Linked DNA regions of Sus scrofa: region 1 is linked to region 2. The links are chromatin contacts, called in public Hi-C maps. All regions are on one chromosome and are shown on one strand. The core of a region is the stretch at or near the end of the contact, and the rest is flanking DNA. Distances in the headings are between cores, read along the strand shown.

Evidence for each region. Hi-C and Micro-C count contacts between places; a contact is called where the count stands out from the background.
Region 1: a contact with region 2 is called in a Hi-C map of liver, with 2.6 times the contacts expected there. The contact joins two enhancer-like sites. A contact is called at or near these places in 1 of 5 promoter capture datasets (liver), 4 of 47 Hi-C or Micro-C datasets (all in liver) and 1 of 2 datasets of contacts at active chromatin or transcription factors (skeletal muscle).

The regions. Positions count from the first base shown.
Region 1 is chr17:26,279,280-26,285,054 of Sscrofa11.1, forward strand. No RefSeq gene overlaps it. Among named protein-coding and RNA genes, the nearest start is that of MGME1, 99 kb to the right of the region's middle. Within about 2 kb of position 4,017, at least 25 of the 83 cell types and tissues checked have an H3K27ac peak or open chromatin away from gene starts, as enhancers often do. A contact at or near this core is called in liver and skeletal muscle, where this site is marked.
Region 2 is chr17:26,050,678-26,056,556 of Sscrofa11.1, forward strand. It overlaps RRBP1 (ribosome-binding protein 1), which reads right to left. Exons shown (of 24, transcript XM_021078037.1): 21 at 5,818-5,879; 22 at 5,499-5,594; 23 at 4,978-5,121; 24 at 4,100-4,663. The coding sequence ends at 4,625. Among named protein-coding and RNA genes, the nearest start is that of DSTN, 55 kb to the left of the region's middle. Within about 2 kb of position 2,189, at least 26 of the 83 cell types and tissues checked have an H3K27ac peak or open chromatin away from gene starts, as enhancers often do. A contact at or near this core is called in liver and skeletal muscle, where this site is marked.

The sequences.
Region 1 (5,775 bases), core at 2,767-5,266, 230 kb after region 2:
AAAGCCAAAGTCCTGAAACTGAAAAATGCGAACCTCCCGGAAGGTCTGAGCACATGTGGTGTGACTACTTGAGGCCAAACTAGGCCTTAAGGTCAACGTAATTTTCTATTAAGTAAATAGAAAAAAAAACTTCGCTTATATCCTATGTTCCATGTAACACTGTCTCTGTTTTCATTCAGTATTTACTGTGATCCAACATTGTAAATGTTTCACGTGACATCGTACTTTAGAGGAAGAAATGGAGGATCAGAGAGGTGGAGTAACCTGCCCAGGGTCGCACAGCTTGTGAATGAAAGCGAGCCTGTCCCTCCATGATAGAGTGACTGCCAGTTAACCCCCTACACACTACTGACATTTCCCCACCTATCCAAGTAGGGAAAGGGGTGATGTTGCCTCCATCCCAAAGCCAAATACAAACTGAGGGAGGCACCAGAGTGTGATGCCACTTCTAAGTCACCATATTGCGTACATTGTGCGCCAGTGCAAGGGGGTCAGTCCGCACTTCTGCGGGTAGAGTGGATTGTCAACTCTCGGAAGCCTCTCTGGCTCTCCCTGGCTTTTCCCTTTAAGCCAATAAAAAGACCCCATTGTGAAGGGGCTGGAGAGCTCTGCAGTCTCCCTCTTCCTATGCAGGCCCAGAGAGGTTGGGTGATTTGCCCAAGGTCACACAGCTGGGTGGAGGAGAACCGTGGCCCACAGCACACAGCTGCAAGCCTGTTTCAGGGGCTGCTTCCTCTCTTGTTCTCTGAAATGCCCCTTTGCTGCTAGAGTTTCGGTGGGTCTAACCTAGAGGGCAGAATGGGTTGGGTTGCGTTTTTCACATTCTCCTTCACAGGTTATAGGCAGGATTTTGTTCTTGAGCTGAAAGTGGGAGTTTATTAAGTATGGTTTAAGGCATAGCTCTCTCCTCCTACCCAGCCCAAACACATTAAGGTTTTGTTTTTTGGTTTTTTGTTTGTTTGTTTGTTTGCTTTTAAGGCCGCACCCGAAGTATATGGAGCTTCCCAGGCCAGGGGTCGAATCAGAGCTACAGCTGCCAGTCTATGCCACAGCCATAGCAACACCAGATCTGAGCCACGTCTGTGCTCACAGCAATGCCAGATCCTTAAACCACTGAGCAAGGCCAGAGATCAAACCCACAACCTCATGGTTCCTAGTCAGATTCGTTTCTGCTGCACCTCGAGGGAAATTCCATGTTAGGATCTTTTATTCTTTGACCCAAAAGAGAAGAAATTATTCTACAGGGCAGAAAAGAGGAAGTTGTGAATTTTCCCATTCCTGGTGGGACATTTCCCAAGAAAAGCAGTTAAGTCTTCACTACTCAATAGGAAGACGGCCCAGCCCTACTTCTTTGGCTGATGGCAGGGTTTGGCAGGCCTGGCTGATCTAGGATGGCTCCGCTGAGGTGGTGTGCCTCTGCTCCTGTGGCCTCTCAACCTCAGCAGCGAAGCCTGGGCTTCATCCATGGTAGCTGGCAGGAGCAGAAATATTCAGTCATGAAGTCACTTTGAATGTATTCCAATGTCTAAGTCAAGTCACAAGGCTGGGCCTGATTTAAGGATTAGAAAGCTGGCCCTAGGAGTTCCCACGGTGGCACAGCAGAAAGGAATCCAACTAGTATCCATGAGGATGCAGGTTCCATCCCTGGCCTCACTCAGTAGGTCGGGGATCTGACATTGCCGTGAGGTGTGGTGTAGTCGCAGGCACGGCTCAGATCCCACGTTGCAGTGGTTGTGGCTGGCAGCTGTAGCTCTGATTCAACCCCTAGGCTGGGAAATTCCATATGCCATGGGTGCAGCCCTAAAAAGCAAAGAGAGAGAGGGAGAGAGAGAGAGAGAGAAAGAAAGAAAAAGAAAGAAAGAAAAAGAAAGAAAGAAAAGAAAGAAAAGAAAGAAAGAAAGAAAGAAAGAAAGAAAGAAAAAGAGAGAGAGAGAAAACTGGGGAGAAACTGCAAAGCCCTGTCACAAAGGACCATGGTTACAGGGAGCAGAGAAGGACGGTCACAATGTTCACAGATGATCTTCCCCAGATGTCCTTTTTAAATCCTTCTGGTAACAATGTAGGGGCTCCAGACCCCTTAGAAAAAATGTGGAATAGAATAGTCCATCTAAGCGGATCCTGATGTGCACCTGCTACATGCAAGCCTTAAGCTTTAGCAGTGGTGAGCTGGAGCCCATAAGGACTGGTGGTGAGTGCCAACTGCTAAATACTCAGGAATTTGGTGAGCCCATTGTTAAGACATCATAGCTTGAAATTGGCCACAGTGGGAGTATTTACACCCTGGGGATTAGCAAGCACTACAAATCAAAGAGCTGGTGTAGCAGTACACTACAGCCCTCAGGCCAAGACAGACATTTCCCCTTCCAATTTAGTGAGTAAGATGGACAGATACACAGTGAAAGATTATAACACACTAGTCAGAACACCATGAGTGCAGTACAAGAAGGAAATGGAGAGACTGGATAGAGACTCATCGTTCCTGGGAAGTGGGGATTAGGTAGGGCATCATGGAGGAGGTGGCCTTTTAACTGGGAGGATAAAGAAAGACTGCCTCAAACGGAGGTAAGGCTGCAGCCTGAGGGGGCAGCACAGGCAAAGGCAGAGAGTGGGGTTGACGTCACAAGCCTACTGTTTAGTATGAGTTTGGCTTCCAGTGACAGAAGTTTGTCCCCACCACAATCTTGGGAAGTAAGTGGTCCAGGCAAACACACCCCCTGTCCCCATCAGCCCCTTCCCCCACCTGCTTCTAGAATCTCCGAGAACAGGTGCCAAATATTTTCCCCCCTCCCTCCCCTTCTTGGCAGCTCTGGGTGGCCCGTGGGCCCTGGCTTTGATACCCAGCTGTGTAGGCTTGGACGAGTTACTTCATCTTTCCAAATCCTGTTTCTACCTCGGTAAAATGGATCAAAAGTTACTCCAGGGTCACCAGGATTCAGGGGGTAATGGCTGTGCAGAACTTAGCACAGTGGCTGATCCCTAGGGTGGACACTTGGTGGGGGAGGGGGAGGTGCGTCTGTGTGTGTGTTGTGTTGGGTGTTATGTGTGTGGGAGAGAAACAGAGAGATAGATCTGTTCTCTCCTTCTTTCTATGCCCTGGCCAACCCCTCTCGGCCTCCTCCATCTGCTCTCCTTCCCAGGCTTGGGGGGCAGGGGGGCAGACAGCCATGACGGAGAGAAGGTGCAGGTGGCCTGGCCTTGTGGAGGTTCGTTCTACATGGGCAGCTGTGCCAAACCTTGATCACATCAGTCCGGTTTCACTGGAGTAGCCACTTCAAACAAAGGGCTCATGGGGACATTTGGCTCCACCCCCAGCCTCCACCCTATCCTCATTGGTCCACAGCCATGCACCCCAGGAAGGGGTTCTGCCAGCCACACCCACCTGGAAAGGCCCCTTTGGGAAACAATGCTGACCCCTCCAGGGACAAGAGGTAGGGTGTCTGGTCGTGGCAGGGCCCAGGTACAAGTGTGCAGGGCATGAGGGCGGAAAGTTGGCTGGGTCTGTGATCCAAGCAAATATTTGGCAGGTCAATGGTCAAGGCTGACCTTGATGGTTCATCACTGGGCCCTCAGGAAGTGATGTCAGGCTGCTCGCCCCCACACCTCCTCCCACTACAGTGATCAGTGTTTCTAGCCAGGGTCAGGGGCCCACCATCTTCCCAGCCCCTGGCCTGGAGCCCCCCTGCCTTGCCTATCTTGCCCCAGCAGGTCCCAGAACAAATCATTTTCTCCCCCTGGAGTGAGCCATCTGGGGAGGCCAGCATCCAGCACTCCACCTCCCTCCTGAAGAGAGGCCAGTTCCCTTGCTCGCCCCCAGACCCCTCAGCACACATCTCTGGCCCCCACCCACTGGTGAGACTGTCCCTTTCCAAGCCCCTGTGGGAAGCAGCCTCAGAGGGAGGCGAGGGAGCGGGACACCCGGCCCTTGCGGGCCCCCAGGGCTAGAGAGGGAGTCCTGGGCTTTCTCAGAACGCCGCTGAGCGCGGCCCCAGCCAAGAGCCAGCAGCGCAGCCCTGCCTCTCTGAGCGCTTTGTTCCACTTACTGGAGGGCTAAAAATACCCTGGCACTGCCGAGCCTGTCCTCGAGAGCCCAGGGGAGCTGGCAGCGGGAGCAGTTATCCAGCACCTGGCACAGTTAGAAGCAGAAACGCAGTCCCTCTTTCAGCGCAGAATAAGCCGGCCTCCCAGGGGACACCCCACACACACCCCAATCCGCCCCGCTTGGCCTCCAAGACGCTCCCTTCTGTTCCTTCCCCTTGCCCCTGCTTCCTCGCTCCTTCCCCAGGCTGGACTACCTTCATCCCTGGCTGGAGCCACGACTGTGCTTGGACACGTGTCAGAACAGCAGCTCCCCAGAGGAAGGCTCAGGGAACCCCAGGTTCCTCTCACGAGCCAAGATTAGCAGCCAGGCTCCCGATGGAAGTTCCTGTCTTGCCATCCTGCCTGTTGGTCTCCATCTTCTCAGGACCTCAAGCCTCTTTGAGAAGCTGGTGAAGGCTATGGCCCCAGGGCACCTCTCTCCAAGCAAATGGAGGGGATGTATGGGCAGTATGAACCCCAACCAGGACCCCCCACATCCCCAAGTGAGGAGCCCTTCATGTGCTGGAAGCCGGGCCCTAAGCCACCCTCTGAGATGAAAAGATGGAGAGATGGGTAAGAGGGAGGAGTGGCCGGCAGACAAATACAAGCCAACTCATGAGGGTGGGGGTGGGGGAACCGCAAGGGCTACAGGATTGGGGAGTGGGAGGGGAACAGGGTGCATTAGAATGGGATTTTTAGGAGTTTCCATAGTGGCCCAATGACTAGGAACCATGAGGTTGCAGGTTCGATCCCTGGCCTTGCTCAGTGGGTTAAGGATCCAGTGTTGCCGTGAGCTGTGGTGTAGGTCACAGATGTAGCTTGGATCTGGCTCGGATCTGACATTGCTGTGGCTGTGGTATAGGCTGGCAGCTACAGCTCTGATTGGACCCCTAGCCTGGGAGCCTCCATATGCTGTGAGCGTGGCCCTAAAAAGACAAGAAAGAAAGAAGGAAAGGAAGGAAGGAAGGAAGGAAGGAAGGAAGGAAGGAAGGAAGGTAGGAAGGAAGGGAAGGATTTTGAAGGACAGACAAGATTTAAACAGAGAGCAAACATAGAGAACTTGTGCTCACCGCAAGGCATGAAAAAACAAACTTGTTTGGAAGCAGGGCCAGTCTAGGGACTTGTACAAGGTGTGATTTTCCACTGCTGTGTAACAAGCAGCACCCATTAATGATCTTGCAGGTTCCCTGTGTCAGGGTGAGCACCACTCTGCTGCGTCTCTGCTCAGGAGCTGTGAAGGTGTCAATTGGAGCTATAATCCCCCTGAGGCTTGGGGTGGGGGGGAATCTGTTTCCGGTTCTATGAGGTGATTGGCAGAATTCACTGCCTTGCAACTCCACGACTGAGGCCCTTGGCCACCTGAGCTTGAGGTGGCCTTGGGGTCCTAGAGGCCTTGGAAGTTCCCAGAGACTGCCCCAGGGCCCCGCCTTATAAATTGGCTAAGACAGAATCTTATATAAGGTAACTTGATCAAGGGTGTGACATCTCTCTGCCTTTGCCATATTCCATGTCTAGCAGCCATCGCAGGTCCTGCCCACACTTCTGGGGAGCGGATTATACGGGGTGGGGGGGGGGTGGGGGGGGAACAAGCCCTTGCACAATTCTGCCGAGCACCCTAAGACTTAGCTGGAAGACAAGGTTAGAGCCTAATTGAGAAGGCCCTTGAAGGCTACTCTCAGGAGTAAGAGCTTGAATCTG
Region 2 (5,879 bases), core at 939-3,438:
CTTTCAAAATTATCTTGAAAATAGTGCTGGCTACCAGTTTACCCATAAGCTACTGGTCATTCTTTCATCCTGAATTTATTTTCTCTACTGCAATGGAATGCTTTTAGTGAATGTGTTAACAGGCCCTGGGGAGGCATTGAGGGCCCAAGACTGCCCTTAAGAAACAGTCTGTAGATAGAGCCAGGAATTGTAGAAGAAGAAAGTCTTTTCTGTGGTTTCAGCTTGTGACATGTGACACCACTTGTATAACCACCGCTCCATGTGCAGGTATGGAGGGTGGGGAGGAAGGTGGGCTATGGGGAGGCTTGTGAACAGTGCACAGGGGTGTGATGTAAGATCAGCTGCTCCCAGCACTCCACTCGACTCCAGAAGTTGGGAAATGCTAACAGTTACTTATATCTCTATCTAGGGGCACTTTTGAGAGAGTCTTTTTGGATTCCTGAGGTTAGGGCCCAAGGATTCTGCTGACAGACTCCAGGTAAATCTGATGCAAAATTACAGAGTTTTTGTAATGGCTCAGCGGGTTAAGAACCTGATTAGTATTCACGAGGATCCTCGCCCAGTTGGTTAAGGATCTGGCGTTGCTGCAAGGTGTGGCATAGGTCGCACGTGTAGCTTGGATCCTGCATTGCTGTGGCTGTGGTGTAGGCTAGGGCTGCAGCTCCAATTCACCCCCTCGCCTGGGAACTTCCATATGCTCTAGGTTTGGCCCTTAAAAAGTTTTGAACTGGAGTTCCCGTCGTGGCACAGTGGTTAACGAATCTGACTGGGAAACATGAGGTTGCGGGTTAGGTCCCTGCCCTTGCTCAGTGGGTTGACGATCTGGCGTTTCCGTGAGCTGTGGTGTAGGTTGCAGACGTGGCTCGGATCCCGAGTTACTGTGGCTCTGGCGTAGGCCAGTGGCTACAGCTCCGATTGGACCCCTAGCCTGGGAACCTCCATGTGCCGCGGGAGCGGCCCAAATAAATAGCAAAAAGACCCCCCCAAAAAAAAAGTTTTGACCTTTTAGCTTGACATTAGTGAGGAATAAAAATACAAGTACACTCTGCTTTCAGCACATTTACACCTTTCACTAGTGTTAACACATTGCAAAAGTGTGTTTGTGGAAAGCTGACTTAAGGTTCATGTAATGATTACTCTTGCGTTCTGAGGAAAAAGCAAACAAAGCCAATGCTAACAAGTTCAGAGCTTGACTACAAAGTTTGTTATTTCAGAAAATATTAATCGCTGAGCAAACAGTGAACATAGTGACTCCAATAGTAAGACCAGGCTTAGTTGGGTGGTTTCCTTTTTCAGAACTCCTCAGTGCTGGCGGGTCCATGCTGGAAGTGTAGCTTCTGTTTCTTCACCAGTTCATGCCTTTTGCACTGACAGACGGATATGCCCAAGGACACAGCACTTGTCATGGTTTAAGGCATTTGTGACATGGGGGAACAGTCTCCAGTCCCAGCCAGGGGAGAAGGGTCACTGCATAGTGGCTGGCAGGGCCTGGGAGGGAGCCTGTAGCCAGCCCAGAGAGGTAAAGTAACTTGCTTAGGGACAGCACAGCTGGATAGTTCAGGTCTCCTTTTCTGGTCCTAAGCTATTTTCATCATGTCCCTGGCAAGTTCTTCATTTCTAACATCTGGAATTGAGTCATTTTGTTTGATTTGGGGAGGGGAGGGAATCGTTCTTTTGGGCTTTGAGTCCTATTAGACCTTCCCCTCTGAGGAAGCTCTTGGGAAGGAGGCATTTGCGGAGTGTCTTGTGTTTTTGCTGCCTACAGGCCAGGCATCCCAGTGGCGTTTGTGCATTTTATTGACCATCATTCAGAGATGACCAGAGGAAGCTAGTCCAAAAAGCTGGCGCCAGCACCGTGGGCCCCATTGATGAGCCCCATGACCCTGCAGCCTCAGGTCAGCCCCTGGAGCCTCTGCAGGGAGGGGTTTACACTAGATGTTTTCAGAAGACTCCCAGCGCTGCCCTGGGTCTGGTTGCAGTCCGGCCTGGGCGGTTGGTCCCCAGGGACTGCAGAGGGAGTTCTGTGCCATATGCAGGACTAGGACCTGTGAATGGCCAGACTGGCAGGCCAGGCTCCTGGGGAACACCAGGGGGCCCCCTCAGCCTCTTGCGCAGGGTCTGTTAAGGGTGACTCCCTCCCCTCCTTGATCTCTCCCCCTCCCCCAGTCTGAGGCTGGAACTCAGCCAGCAGGCTCCTGGCATGCTCACGCTCCCCCTGCTGGCACGGAGCGGCCACTGCTGGGTCTCAGGACAGCTGAGGCGGTGCTGGTGGGGAATGGATGGAGGAAGGGCTTCACCTGGAGCTGCAGGAGCCCCAGGTTCACCCTGCCCAGTGGCCTCCTGTCTTCCTTCCTGTGCTTTTTTCTCCCCAGGTGTCCCCCTTTCCTGTGCCTTCAGGGGGGGCATCTGCCCAGCATAAGGGTTCTCTGTCCTGCAGCCACTGGGGCAGGGGAGCTTCCTGGAAATGCTGGTGCCACTGATGGCGGTCCTGGCTCAGGAACAAGGCTAGCCTGTTTCCCACCAGGGATGACTCCAAGCCCCTGACCTTACGTGAAGCTCCCCGTGAGCGGGAGGATGAGCTGTGTGTCCCTACCCGACACACAGGGCACACGGGAGTGTGGTGTGAGGGGCCATGGTGCATGGCTGCCACACACTTGAAACCCCTTTCCCTCCAGCGGACGCCCAGGCCTCCCGATGCTGGGTCAGCATTAAAGGCAGGCTTGAAGCCTGCTGTGCCTTTTGCCAGGTGAGCTCTCCCTTCTGTGGGGATTCCTTTGCAGGATGAGGAGAAACTCCCCTCCCATGGGGACTGGAAGATGTCACATGAGAACCAAGCATGGGGCTGGGCATGTGGTGGGTGTCAGCAGTTATGGGTCATTTCCATAACTTCTGACACCATAACTTATATAACTTCTGACACTTTACTTTCCATCTGTCAGAAACCGTGGCCTAGAGCCCACGTCCTGCAGGCTCCTTGACCAGAGAATCTAGAACAGTTACAAGTTTCTCCCCTTGCTTAAAAACCTCAGTGGCCCCTGCAGCTTGCCCCCTTTGCCTTCATAACCTGGCTCCACGAAGTCTTCCTGCCTTACCCCCCGAGCCCCTGGCAGCTCTTTACCTCTGCACCTCTGTTCCCTGGGCCTGGATCCCTTCTCCCCGCCTGACAAACATCTGCTTAGCTCCAGCTTATGCTCATATCTCTGAGGAGACTTCCCAGAATTTCCAGCGCCCTGATCCCAACAGTCACAACACACAAGAGTCACAACGGCAGACAGGTGGTCCCTGAAAGCCAGGACCAGGTCTTGGTCATGCAGACTGAGGTCAGCACTGCCCGGCCCCAGGCAGCGGCTGGCATGTGGAGCCGCTGGTGGCTACAGGACACACTGCACCATGATGCTTCACTTTTGCGACAACCACCCCAGAGAGGCGTCAAACCCACATTCGACAGCCCCAGGCAGGTGGTGAGACCTCAGTTCTCAGGCACCCTCCCGTGGGCACCCCCACCCTTGTATCTGGCTACACTTGCTGTCAGGGCCTTGGTCCCCCCAGCCAAAGTTCAGCCCCTTCAGCGCCTGTCTCCCAAGATTCTGAGTCTTGGGACTGAGCTGAAAGTAGGATTGGCTGTGCCGCCAAGACCCGTGACTGCTACAAGCTCCTGTGACCCCACCTCTAAATCCATTTGTTTGAGCTTCAGGTTCCCTACAAAGCCCTCCCCCCCCCAACACATCATAACCAAAGATTCTCTGGGGTCACAGGAAGTTAAGGTGGCAGCCCTCCTGCATTGTGGACGTCTGCCAGGGTTGCAGCCAGAAGGACGGAACTCCTGGTTCATGCCCAGAACTCACCTCACAGCCTAGGGCACCCCACAGCCTCTCTAGGTAATCTCAGCTCTTGGGGGGTGGGGACTGTGGTCACTGCATGAAGTCATCTAGCATCACAGGTCCCACTCCCTCATCCTGCCCTGTGGGCATGGGGACCTGGGTGACATGACAGGAAAGGCACCGGGGACCAGGAGCCATACTTGTTGGCTCCCCTGGTTCCTCGACCCGGCTCAGCACCAGCTGCGGGAACCCCCACAGAAGACCAGGCAAGACCGAAGCGCCAGGCGACACATGGGTTTTAATGGCATTAACATCTGGGAGGTCACACTTCAGTTCTGGTGGTAACTTCTTCCAGGGGTGAAGGCTGCTGTCTCGCTGGGCTGTGACCCTCCAGTCTGCTCCGCAGCCTCTGAGACTCACCTCCTGGACTGCCCACCACCTGACCCCCAACCCCATGAGCGACAAAACAATTGCACTGATTGACACAGAGATACCCAGAGGTCCCGGCCTCCCCAGCACACTGCCCAGGTCTGTCACACAGCTGATGAGGGCTTTGGCGTCTGCTGGCCGGTGATCCCGGGCTGGTCCTGGGGAATAGTGTTTATCCAGCGTGACAAAGGTTCTCTTACAAACTGGGGTCTGGAAGATCTATTTCTGATGCTAAGAGACTGTCGTCTCTAATGGCTTCTCAGAGCTACCGAAGTTGGGCCCGGATATCGCTGTGTTGGTCGGTTTATTTATTTGTAAGGAATGTGTAAGGCATTTTGGTAAGTTGAACAGTAACTTCTTTTTCTGCAGGAGACTCAGACAGACGTGCCCTCCTTTGAGCTGCTGCCATCCTCCTGTGAACAGAGGAGGAGAGAGGGAGAGGCTGGGGCCAAGGGGACCATTCACCTCACCGGAGGGACCTCCCGTCCCTGCAAAGTAACACCCTGAAGCCACTAATGCCTTCAGAGCCCAGCCCGACATGCCAGGAGCTGAGGATGCAGAGGGCTGAGAGGGCCCCTCGTCTGGGCCGAAGGCAGTGGCACTAAGGGCAGCACAGGGTGCAGGTAAGGATGAGGCCCTGGGCCTGTGTCCCACCGAGGGGGCTGTCGGGCTGCCTCTGTCCCCCGCCCACCCCCACCCCCACTGAGGGCAGGCTGGCGGCACTCACTGATTTGTCCAGCTGCTCCTGCAGCTTTTTCACTGTGTCTTTCTCCTTTGCCAGCTGCTCCTGGGTTGTCTTCAAAAGCTCCTGTAGTTTGGTGGCAGCACGTCCCAGGTCACTGGTTAACTTCTTCTCCTTTTCTAGTCTCTCCTGGCGGTCAGAGGGTTAAGGGGATTAACCTTCATGTGACAGGTGGCAGGAAGGCCGCCTAGCTGTGCCCATCCATGGGGACAGACGCTGGGGGCCCAAGGGTGTGGGGATGGGCCTCTGCTGCCTCCAGTGCTGCCAGCAGCACTTCCTGTGGTGCCAGGGCTGCTCTATGCAGCAGCCACTGGGGACAGGGTGCCCTGGGGCCAGGGTGACAGAGGAACCTCAGTTCTACTTAATTTAGTCACAGAGACTAGTGGCCGCCTTATATGGTACTGGAGATTTAGGGGGTTTCCCCACCCCCAACCACATTAGCCTGGACCCTGCCCGAGGGGCCTCGGTGGTTCCCACCCCAGTCCCACCCGAGGGCCCCCTTTTACCTTCAGCTGCATGGCCTCCTCTGCTTCTGACCCAAGGGTACTGGTGCAACGAAGCTTCTCCAGCTCCCCCTGCAGCCGACAGGCCGCGTCCTGAGCCTGGGGGCAGGGGAAGGGGCGCGGCAGTTCAGTGTCAGGTGCCTCATCAACCTAACAGGCCCGCTTAGGGATGGAGGGCGCCTGGCATGAGGGACAACACGATGGGGGCCTGGAGAGTAGGCCAGACCCACACAGACGGGGCGGGGACGAGGCACAGTGATGCCCACCCAGCAGAGGCCCCAGGGGGCCACCTGGACCTTTCTGCACCCTGACCCGCCCTGACCTCCTCAAACTCGGCCGTGAGCTTCTGCCGCCGTGTCTGCTCGTCCTCTAGGAGGGCTTCCG